Linked DNA regions of Xenopus tropicalis: region 2 is linked to region 1. A link is a contact called in public Hi-C data. All regions are on one chromosome and are shown on one strand. The core of a region is the stretch at or near the end of the contact, and the rest is flanking DNA. Distances in the headings are between cores, read along the strand shown. Region 1 holds the start of usp10 (ubiquitin specific peptidase 10). Region 2 holds the start of atp2c2 (ATPase, Ca++ transporting, type 2C, member 2).

What was found. Hi-C and Micro-C count contacts between places; a contact is called where the count stands out from the background.
Region 2: a Hi-C map of brain shows a contact between it and region 1, with 4 times the contacts expected there. The contact joins the promoter of atp2c2 here to the promoter of usp10 in region 1. A contact is called at or near these places in 2 of 5 Hi-C or Micro-C datasets (brain and liver).

What each region holds. Positions count from the first base shown.
Region 1 is chr4:62,207,726-62,212,920 of UCB_Xtro_10.0, reverse strand. It overlaps usp10 (ubiquitin specific peptidase 10), which reads left to right and starts at 2,493. Exons shown (of 15, transcript NM_001006760.1): 1 at 2,493-2,571. The coding sequence starts at 2,551.
Region 2 is chr4:62,399,893-62,404,704 of UCB_Xtro_10.0, reverse strand. It overlaps atp2c2 (ATPase, Ca++ transporting, type 2C, member 2), which reads left to right and starts at 2,930. Exons shown (of 27, transcript NM_001079056.1): 1 at 2,930-3,345. The coding sequence starts at 3,028. LOC101732441 reads right to left here and starts at 2,463. Exons shown (of 2, transcript XM_004913595.4): 1 at 694-2,463. The coding sequence starts at 776.

The DNA.
Region 1 (5,195 bases), core at 1,244-3,743:
GCCCAATAGTCCTCCTATTGTTTAGTAAAAACGCCACACTTTTGGCTCACCTAATCAAATATTTACTCAGTCACACTTGCTTCACATTTTCTAGAACAGGCAGCCATCTCTAAAAAGGTATTCTCCCTTCCTTTCCCTCCTTGCTTCATACTGCACGTGTTTCATTCCCTCCCCCCCTCCCCTCCCCTCTGGCAGATCCACTTCTGACTGGCTGGTGGGCATGTGTAGCTCAGAACAGGAGACAGGATCAAGTTACACACATGCTCAGGAAGGGGAGAGATATTTCAGTGATGTCACTGTAGTCTGCCAGCACCATATCTCAAGAGAAGCAAGCAGGGATCTGGGAATTTAGCTATGCAGTAAGTACTTAAAAAGAATGTCTTTAGATTTACTTTTAATTTATATTAACCTTTCATTGTCCTTTAAGAGTATAGGATGTGCGTATCAAGAGTCACTGGTATGGGTCAGGTGGCTACTCCTTTTTATTTCCCTGTTTGCAACCTGCAGTGTCGCTCCTGGGTTCAGCAGTCGTGCCCTGTATAGTGCTCCTCTTCACGTCCTCTCTCGCCGCTGACACATTTTGCAATTTCCGGCTTCCTCCTGAGCGGTCTTGGCACAAAAGGGTGATACAAGTAAAAGTTAACACTGATGTTAAAAAACACATGGGAGTGTACATTGTAGAGTAATTAACAGTATTACACTTTTTTTTTCCTCATAAAACCTTATCGCTAAGTCGAAAGCAGAAAAGGGCACTTTGGCGTATTCTATTAAACTGTATCTAACCTGGGACACAAGGTATCTGAAGTGAGGAGCATACACTGAAAATTGCACTTTTTATATTTGTAAAAGTCCCACAATAAGCTGTCAGGAGTCATAACAACCTACAGACTGAAGGGCTTTAGGTTGTACAAATTGAAGCTAAAGTATCTTTGATACATGATTAAGTGGCTTTGGAAATTTTCTTAAAATAGAATTTAAAAAGAAAATATACATTTTACTTATTTTGTTGCTGCAGAAAAAGTATATATTTTGATGTTTTTCCTTTAGCTATTTAACACAGTTGTGAAATAGAATATACCTTGACATGGGGCCAACTAACAATAGTTTATACAAGGTAAATCATTTGTTTGCATTATTTTTTATTATATATTGTTTTAAATGTAGCTATGAGTATTAAAAAATGTGTGTGTTTTTTTTAATGAATAAAATAGTTCATGGTTATATGAAAATGTAATGTTTTAGGGGTTATTTACTATGGCGCCAGCCTGTCCTTTGTTGCTTTCTAAAGTGTGCTTCTGAGTGATGTACAAGTTAGGGGGTAAGAGGGGGAACACCTACCCTTCTGACCTTCGTGAATATAGCACTGCCAAATGCAGGGAGAGCTATATTCATCAGGGCAGCAGCAGGTCACTGCACTCAAAAATGAAGCAGAGACCTGTGTCAATTCTGCATTAGCTGAAGAAGTCATTGTGCAAAGTCCCCAATGGGTCACAGGTCATAAATTACCCCATTTTTGTTCCAGTAAATGTGCCCCACTTACCTTTACTATCACTGTAAAATAAATAAAAAAAAAAAAGGTATTGAAAAGAAAATAGCCTATTACTAAATAGGGTTGGGATGCCTTTAGAAACATTCAGTCAATGTCTAAGCTGCTCATATTTTTTATATCTTGTATAAAAGGTGTACTTTGAAAATGGAAAAAAATGACCTCATCTGCAGCCAAAAATCTTTTGTCTTGGTTAAGAATGGTCAGAATGGCAGGCAATATCAAACCACACATGGCAGTTTCTGTCCTCTTGTTGTGATCAAAATAACGCTCATCATATGTGTATGAATAATGTTGGTTGAGTAAATAACACCCATACCTTACAACACACAGATTTATCAAAGTGCAATTTTCATATAAAACGCACAATACGATTTTTTTGTATTGTACTTTTAAAGTACGAAAAATTCGTATTTGAAGATACGAAAAAATCTGAACAATTGGAACATGCAGGAAAACTTTTCTGACTTTGATCCTTCAGTGCATGATTTTGGAAGCCTCCCTTAGGACTCAATGGCACTCTGCAGCTTCACTTGGCTTAAGGAAAGTCACGTCGAATTAATCCGAAACTTTTGTACTCAGCGCAACAATACAATTTTGTCGCACTTTTTTGTTGCAGAATATACGCAAAAGTTGGAACCTTTAAAAAAAAATACAAACAATGTAGCTGATAAGGGTATATTAACCCAAAAACAAGTTACAAATATTTAACATTCAATAAAGAAAAAGCAGAGGTGGATTTGCAGCTTTTATGAACTCAGCAACTAACCAAGTTCTAAACACGCTTCTATCCAATATGACTTCCCCCAACACCCATTGCCAGAATCTGGCTGATGGATCACGTGCTCGAAGCTTGTTACGCATGCGCGTTGCCAGTAGAGCGAAGCTTGTACGCATGCGCAAGGGGGCAGCGCCAGGTGGAGAGTAGTGTCTGCGCGCGAGAAAGAAGATGGCGGCGGCGGGGGAAGAAGCATGAGCGGCCTCACTCATTGAAACACTTCGCCATGGCCTCCCCGAGCGGACAGGTACAGAGCGGTCCCAAATCGCACATAGGAGCGACTCGCTTCAGCGGTATCCATTAGGGGGGTTCGGGTGTGTGGCTGTCACAGAAGAGAGGCGCTGGGCGATGTAATGCTTGCCTAGGCCCTGCCTAATTTCTGCAGCCTCATTGGAGCAAGAGAGCCTTGTGCTCACGGGAAGAGCCAGCGGGACTTCAACTACTTGTGGCTCAATACAGCCCGGCTTAGGGCTTTAGGTAGTTAGATCCCACAATGGGTTCGCATGCTATTTGTAACTAGAGTTTCTTTAATACGCATGCCCGGCCCGTGAACTCCCCGTGTGCATCGCTTCACCAATACCCTGACACCCAACACCCCAAAGCTCTAATTCATGGCGAGACTCCCCTACTTGTCATGGAAAGGGCAAAGTATTCCGCGAGTATTGCTTGTGTGCGGGACTGCTCTGCCTTACACTCACTCTCTATTGCTTCCCGTACTGCTCTATAATCTCTTTAATGTCTCCAAGGCGTCATATCCCAAACGAAAGGCTTGCTTGCCTGTTATTTGCTGTTCTTCACTTGTTGTGCAACTGTCACACACCATCGCGGCCCTAGCCCCTGCTGCAAGTTCCACACACAGTCAGCATTCTGTACATCTAACATATGTATCTTGAGCTGCTGATCACATATATATATATATATATATATATATATATATATATATATGTATATATATATATATTTTGCAGGAGTAATGCCAGCACACACAGGGTTTCATACAAATGTAAATAAAATGATATTTATTGATAAAAAAAAAGAGCAAAATAAACATAGCAAGCCATAACGTTTCAGTCCCCACTGGGACTTTCATCAGGAGGCAAAAACTGAAGCACTTGCCTCCTGATGAAAGTCCCAGTGGGGACTGAAACGTTATGGCTTGCTATGTTTGTTTTGCTCTTTTTTTCTCAATAAATATCATTTTATTTACATTTGTATGAAACCCTGTGTGTGCTGGCATTACTCCTGCAATATTTTAGTTTATATGGCTCTTGCACCCAGGTTGTATTTTTTGTTAGTGGTGTGCACCATTATGATCTCTCTCTATATATATTTTGAAAAAGGCTAGAGTGCTAGCCGAAACGTTAGTCTCCTCTTTAATAAAATAATTTGTTTGTATAAGTCCTGTGAGTGCTGACCCTCTCTCAAGCACCTATATGTATATATATATATATATATATATATATATATATATCTCAACAAAGGCAGTTTATATAGTGCCTATTTATTATACGCACGCTTGTGTGGCACGTTTATTTATATAATTTTTTAAAAATATTTATTGCTATTTATATAATTATTTCATTTATGGCTCAGTATTATGTAACTCCATCAGTCTCTTATTAATTACTCCATTACTCCTTTCCACAGACACATTTTGGTGATTTTGAGGAACCTCCAGTCATGTTTTATTTAATGGGTCCATATGTGGCTGGATCCAGTCAGACTCATCTGAGGTCATTAAGGCAATGTGCTGGACTGGTGCTCATTGATCAGGGACATACACACATACTAACCCAACATCTGACTTGATATTACAGATACTCAAATCTAGGTCAGGATTCATCTGATCCTTACTAAAGGGATGTATGTCCCTTTGGGTTCATTATGACAAGGAATGCTCAGACAGACTTTTAATCTTTAAAATTTTACAAAACATAGGGCAATTTCAGTTTGTCTGATTTTAATATCCAGGGAATCTGGTTCATTCTGTCAGAGCCTGGTCTGCTGTGGGATAGATGCCTAAAGTTTATTAGGACATATGGTATTTGCAAGCAACCCACAGTACACTAACAGCAAATAAAAATTTAAGGTAGTCATCAGCACTTAACCTGTATTTTAGCATAATGGTAACATATGATATTGTGCTTTATATCCACTGCTGATTTGATAGTGAATTATTTTGAAATATGTAGATAGTTGAAAGTGTAAGGTGACTTATGATTGTGTTTTTAGGGGCAAAACTGAGTTTAAGAATTAATAAAGTATGTAATTTCTTTAACAGTACACTTTTAAGTTCAAAATGCTCTGTAAGAACAAGCATGTGCATACCATCTATATGTTATATATATTTGTATGTGTTTGTTTCTTGCACCTAGTGTTGCAGGCAGTGCAGGGACATTTTCTGTTACTCTATTTCATTTGGATTTGTACCACTTTTAAAAAAGTTTCTTTGGTATTTCGTAATGGTGAGAGAAAATGACACCTCTGATAATTACTTTGTAATACATATTCATTTTGCACCCAGATTTCCGCCCCCCAACGTATTTTATCATGGCTCTTGTTCATCTGAAATTTGGCAGAGGGACTTCACCTATGGCCACTAATTCATGCAGGTCCTAGTCTTTTGGATATCGTTGAGGATTTGTTTAGGTGATCACAACCCAGTCAGGGCTTCTTAATACTTTTGTTTGCAGTGTTTTTTATTTCCAAAGCTTTTGAACCTGTTTGTTGCAGTACATATTAGTGTGAAATGTTGACACTTGGGTTGGCTGAGTTGTTTTCACATGGAGCCTGTTCTAACTTCTGAATTCCCTTATGTTATTCAGAAAACATTCCTTATGGGTAAGGCCAGTGGCTTTGTAAACCTACAGT
Region 2 (4,812 bases), core at 1,681-4,180, 190 kb before region 1:
TAATGGGCTCCCATCCCCATGGATAAACAAACACTCCCCTAACTCTGGCCGTATCCCTAAGTATCTCCCCATGCAGCCCACTGGACATACCGCGCCGCCATCCAATCGATGCAAGACAATGTCCACACCTTTACCCCACACGTCTGTTCCTGACCTTCAACCTTCAAAGCTGCACTTGTACCTCGGACTCCAATACCCTTACATCCTCTGCCCTTAGACCCCCCGGCACCTTTTTGCTGCTGCTTAGCCCCAAAGAATGCTAATACAAAGACTGCCTGAAATAGGTGCACCTCAAACTCAGATCTACAACATTGGGGCAGCGCCATCTGCAGTTTCCGCAGTAACTTAAAGGAAATGGGACACCTTGAGTCCCGTGACACCCTCCCCTTCCTGAGGCCCCGAAGTGCCTGCCTTATGAGGAAATCCTTTGTCAGGTCCTCCATCCCTCCTAATTTAAAAAGGAAGTGCCGCCCTGTTGGGGCCCCTGGGCCCCCCTCTGAAAGGGGTTTGCCTTTTGTGCCATCATGAGTTTGAGCCAGAGGATGATGTCCATCTGGTCCCACCTCATTGACGGCCCTGTTGCTGCGCCATGCCCTTGACCCTCCCAACCTGCCAGAAACTGTTTCAGCCCTGCCAGCAGTCCAGCCGTATCCACCTGGGCTGACCCCTGCGCTGTGTCCCCTTGCAGCTCACCTCCTGGTCCCCCGGCTGTAGAAGCCCCTGGGGCCGTAATTACACTGGCGAGGCGCTCCGATGTGTCTCCCGTCCCGACCCATCTCTGGCCGTGCATTGCTGCTCCCTCCTTTCCCTGCTTGTCGAACAGCTCCTGGTGGTCCGCCGTCCCTCTGACGTAGTGTACCTGGCTCCCGACCGGCCCCGGGCCTGAGCCGCCCGAACTGCACCTGCGTGACATACAAGAACAGGAGTGCTCCCTTCTCCAGGACGTATCCCTCCTCCTGGTGGGACTTCCACTGGCTCTTCCCCTGTCTCCCCTATGCCTGGCTGTTCCCGAAGCAGTGCCGCTCCTCCAGCTCTCCCGGGTGCCAGACTGACTCGACTCCTGCCCCTTGACCCCCATCTTCTACCCCTCCAGGGGTGCCTGCTGCCTGATTGGCTCCTCCGGGAGCCCCTCCTGGACTCTCTGGGCCTGGACTCACTGTCCCTCTGCCTGCTTCCCCTGCGCTCCCTGCCCATTGCCTGGCTGTTGGCTGAACCCAAACCGGGGGTCCCGGAAGTGCCCTCAGGGGCCACCCTGGGCCGTGGTTCCCTCCTTTTCCTCCCTCTGGCCACTAGCCGGTACTATGGCCCTGCATGCGGCCGCTGCAACCCTCTCTTGCCTCCCAGTGTCCTGGCAGCTGGCAGGCCTTGTGCCTCTGTCTGTGGTTCTGCTAGATGAGGCTGCCGTGTTTCCCCCATGGCCTGTTTCCCCCCCCCTTCCTGGATCGCTGCCTCCCTGTATCCTGTAGTGGCTCCTGACCCCACTCCTACTGGGGCCGTGGTAGTTCCTCCTACTCCAGCCTGCTGTGTGCTCCTACCTCCCCCCCCCCTTCCCGCCCGGTCCTCCGTGCCTCTGCCAGGCTGGGGGATCCCACTGCAGCTCCCGTGTCTGGGCCCCTGCCCCCTCTCTCCTGCCGGTTGGCCCCACCCCCTTGTGCACAGAGTACTCGCCTGCTCTTTCTTAGTGTTGCACCACCTGGCTCCCCAGGCTGCTTCCCCGTGCTTCTCCCGGTGCGGCCCGCTCCTCTCCTGTGGCGTCCTGCTGCACCGTCTGGTCCTGCCAGCTGGTTCCCTCTCAGTCCTTGGGCTTAGGCGATCCGGTGGGCGGGTCCTCCTCGTGGGTCTGAGCTGCCTCCCAGTCTCCTCGCCTGGAAAGAGGTCCTTGAGCTGGTCCTGGATCCATATAGGTCCCTGCTACCTTGCTGCCTCCAAGCTCGCAGCCATGGCCCCACGCTGCGAGCTGCTGATCCTATTGCTGCCTAGAACTGACTGGAAGACAGGCTGTCCTGAGCTTCCCTCCTCTTGCTAAGCCTGGGAAAAAACAGTGCGTTCAGTGGCCAGCCACCAGGAACCCATACAGAGGGAGGGGGGCGGGCTGCTCTCCTTAACCCTGTCATGCCCTGCTTCCCTACACTGCGCTCTGGGTCATTGGGCCCCATTATATGATGCTCTGTAGTGCCGTGTCTCTTTGCTTATATAAAATGTTCCATGATGCCCCTCTCTCTGAGAAACAATGGACTTTTAAAACCAGTGTTGGTTCACAAAAATGTGGATGGCCCATAAAAAAAAATATTGGGTTTATGGGTTTCACCTGATTACTTTCTGTGCAACAACTCAATAAAGGAAAGGTCACAAAAATGTTTTGCAACTCCTGCCTACTTTCTGAATCAGCGAAACTCTATGCTGCCCCATCCCTTTGCTCTCTCAGATAATTTCTAGTTAGAGTGCACTTTCTATAGATCCCTTTGTTCCCACACTCAGCACACACTGCTCTGTGCTTCCCTCCCTCCCTTCACTATGCTCTTCCTATTTCATGTAATTCTAGGCAAGTCTCTTTCTCAGAGCTGGCCATTACTGGTATTTTTGTATACACCATGCTCTTCCAATTTCATGTAATTCTATGCATGTCTCTCGTTCAGCTGGCCATTACTGACCTATTTATGTTTGGCCCTGTGCATATAGGACCTATAATGCTGCCTTCAGCTTACTATGCAGTATTACACTTTTTAGGGACCTAGAAATAAAAAGGCCTCCCTTCTTTTTCTCCGTTAAGATGCTCTGTGGTTCAGTGTCTCATTTCTCTCACAGAGAAGATGCTGTGCAGCTGTCGCCTCCCCCTCGTTTCCCACCCCCTTATCTGCTCTCTCCGCCGCAGCCTCAGTAAGTCTCTGGTGGGTGCGCCTGCGCAGAGCATCCAGCACACAGGACCATAGCTTTCATCCTCCTCCTTGGGCAGCAGCACCGATTTACCCCCGCACCCCTCCCAGGCCCCGGTGCAGCCCGTTGCACCTTTACACTGACAACTCAGTGATGCAGAGCTTTACTTCCCCACCCCCAGCATCCTCCTGTACCCAGTGCACGGAATGTGGGATGGGCAGGCACCTGCCAGAGGGGGGCGGGGCCTCTCTCACCTGTCCCAGGTATAGTCCGGGGAGCCCGAATACGCAGGAGCTCTTAGCAGCTCCCACCTCCCCGGACACCCCCTCAGCTGTACCGCCGGAGCCGCAGCTGCAGGTCACACTGCTACCGGGAGGTATGGGGGGGAAGCGCTTCTCCAAATTGTTGTCCCATATGCGTAGGTTGCCCCACAAATATCACCTTCTGGGAAGCAGCGAGCTCAAGGCAGAGGTAAGTGTGTGGGCACGGGGGGCACATGAGGTGATATGCCAGCAGGAAGCGGGGCTGCCCATGTGACTTGTTTATTTGTGGGTGCTGGCTGTGAGCTGTGAAACCCTGCCTGTGTTTTGTGGGTACCACTGGAAGCGCTCTGACGATACTTGGGCTGGGTACTGCCAGGCAAATGCTGGCCTGGCATAGACTGAACCCAGGCAGCTCCCTGGCAGACTGGCAAGTACTACACTTTCCTTAATACAATGACGTGCATAGGGTTTGATTGGTAGAGTTGTGCTAGCAAGATAAAGAGTTGGCACATTGATAACACCAACATATGCTATTAATATCATATTACTGTATATTATATTTACTTCAGAGAAAAATGTGGTATATAGCGACGCTGGTGCATTTTGCACTTTTTTTGGATAACGTATTGTTTGGGAGTTGTGTAACACACAGTTAATTGTAGATTTGTAGGTGATACTGAGTCATCTGGGAAAGTGGTGCAAAGGAGTCACACCTTTCACCATTTCACTTTTTTTGTTAAAATAAGATGTATATAGGTGACGCCTTGTAGTTTATATGGGAAAATAGAAATAGAAATTCTTTATCTTGCAGTGTGTATGGGAAAAGGATTTATTGGCACATTAACAGCCTGTATTGGAATTAGAAAACTGGTGAGGTCTTGCATTGTGGACTAGACTGGTTACACACCTTTCAGTGTAAGAGGATGGGAAATAGACTTCCTACACCTTATAGTTTGCATGGGAATGGAAAGAAAACTTCTGACGCTTTATGTTGCCTATTTGGGAATGGGAAACAGACTGCTGCTGACTCTGACAGTGTAAATAGGAATGGAAAGTAGTGACACAGTAATGTATGGGAGTACACTTTTAATGACCACTTATATGTATTTATTTTGGCCTTTTTGTCTTATATGATCATGAATCATATTTTTTTTCAGCACTTCTTTTTTCCATTCAATCTATCAGTTTTCCTCCCATCCTAGCCCTTTTTTCCTTTTCCCATGTGCAGGTTATACAAATATTTTTGTGGACTAAAAAGATTTTTTTGTGCAAACCAATACTTGTGTGCAAATACAATCCTTGTTTTTATCATCTCCCTATGTGCGAGTCTGTCTTCAGTTCCCTGTTATACAGTATATGGAAATGGTTAGCAAGCCAGTGGCATGTCACAGTCTATTTACATTTATGGTATATAATAAACATCTATAGACATCTTACAGTGTATATATTTAATAAATATGCATCTAATCCATCATTTTTGGAACTGGCCTACTACTAAATCCTATAAACTGTAATTCACGTTTTGTGGTTTATGTATTAACATGTCTTAAGTGTGAAGTGCAGTATGTGGGCTGTACCACAAGAAAATTAAAATGTAGAATGCGAGAGCATATCAATCAGATCGTCTCTGAGAGTACAAGTACAGTGGTATCAAGGCATTTTAAGGAACGCAATG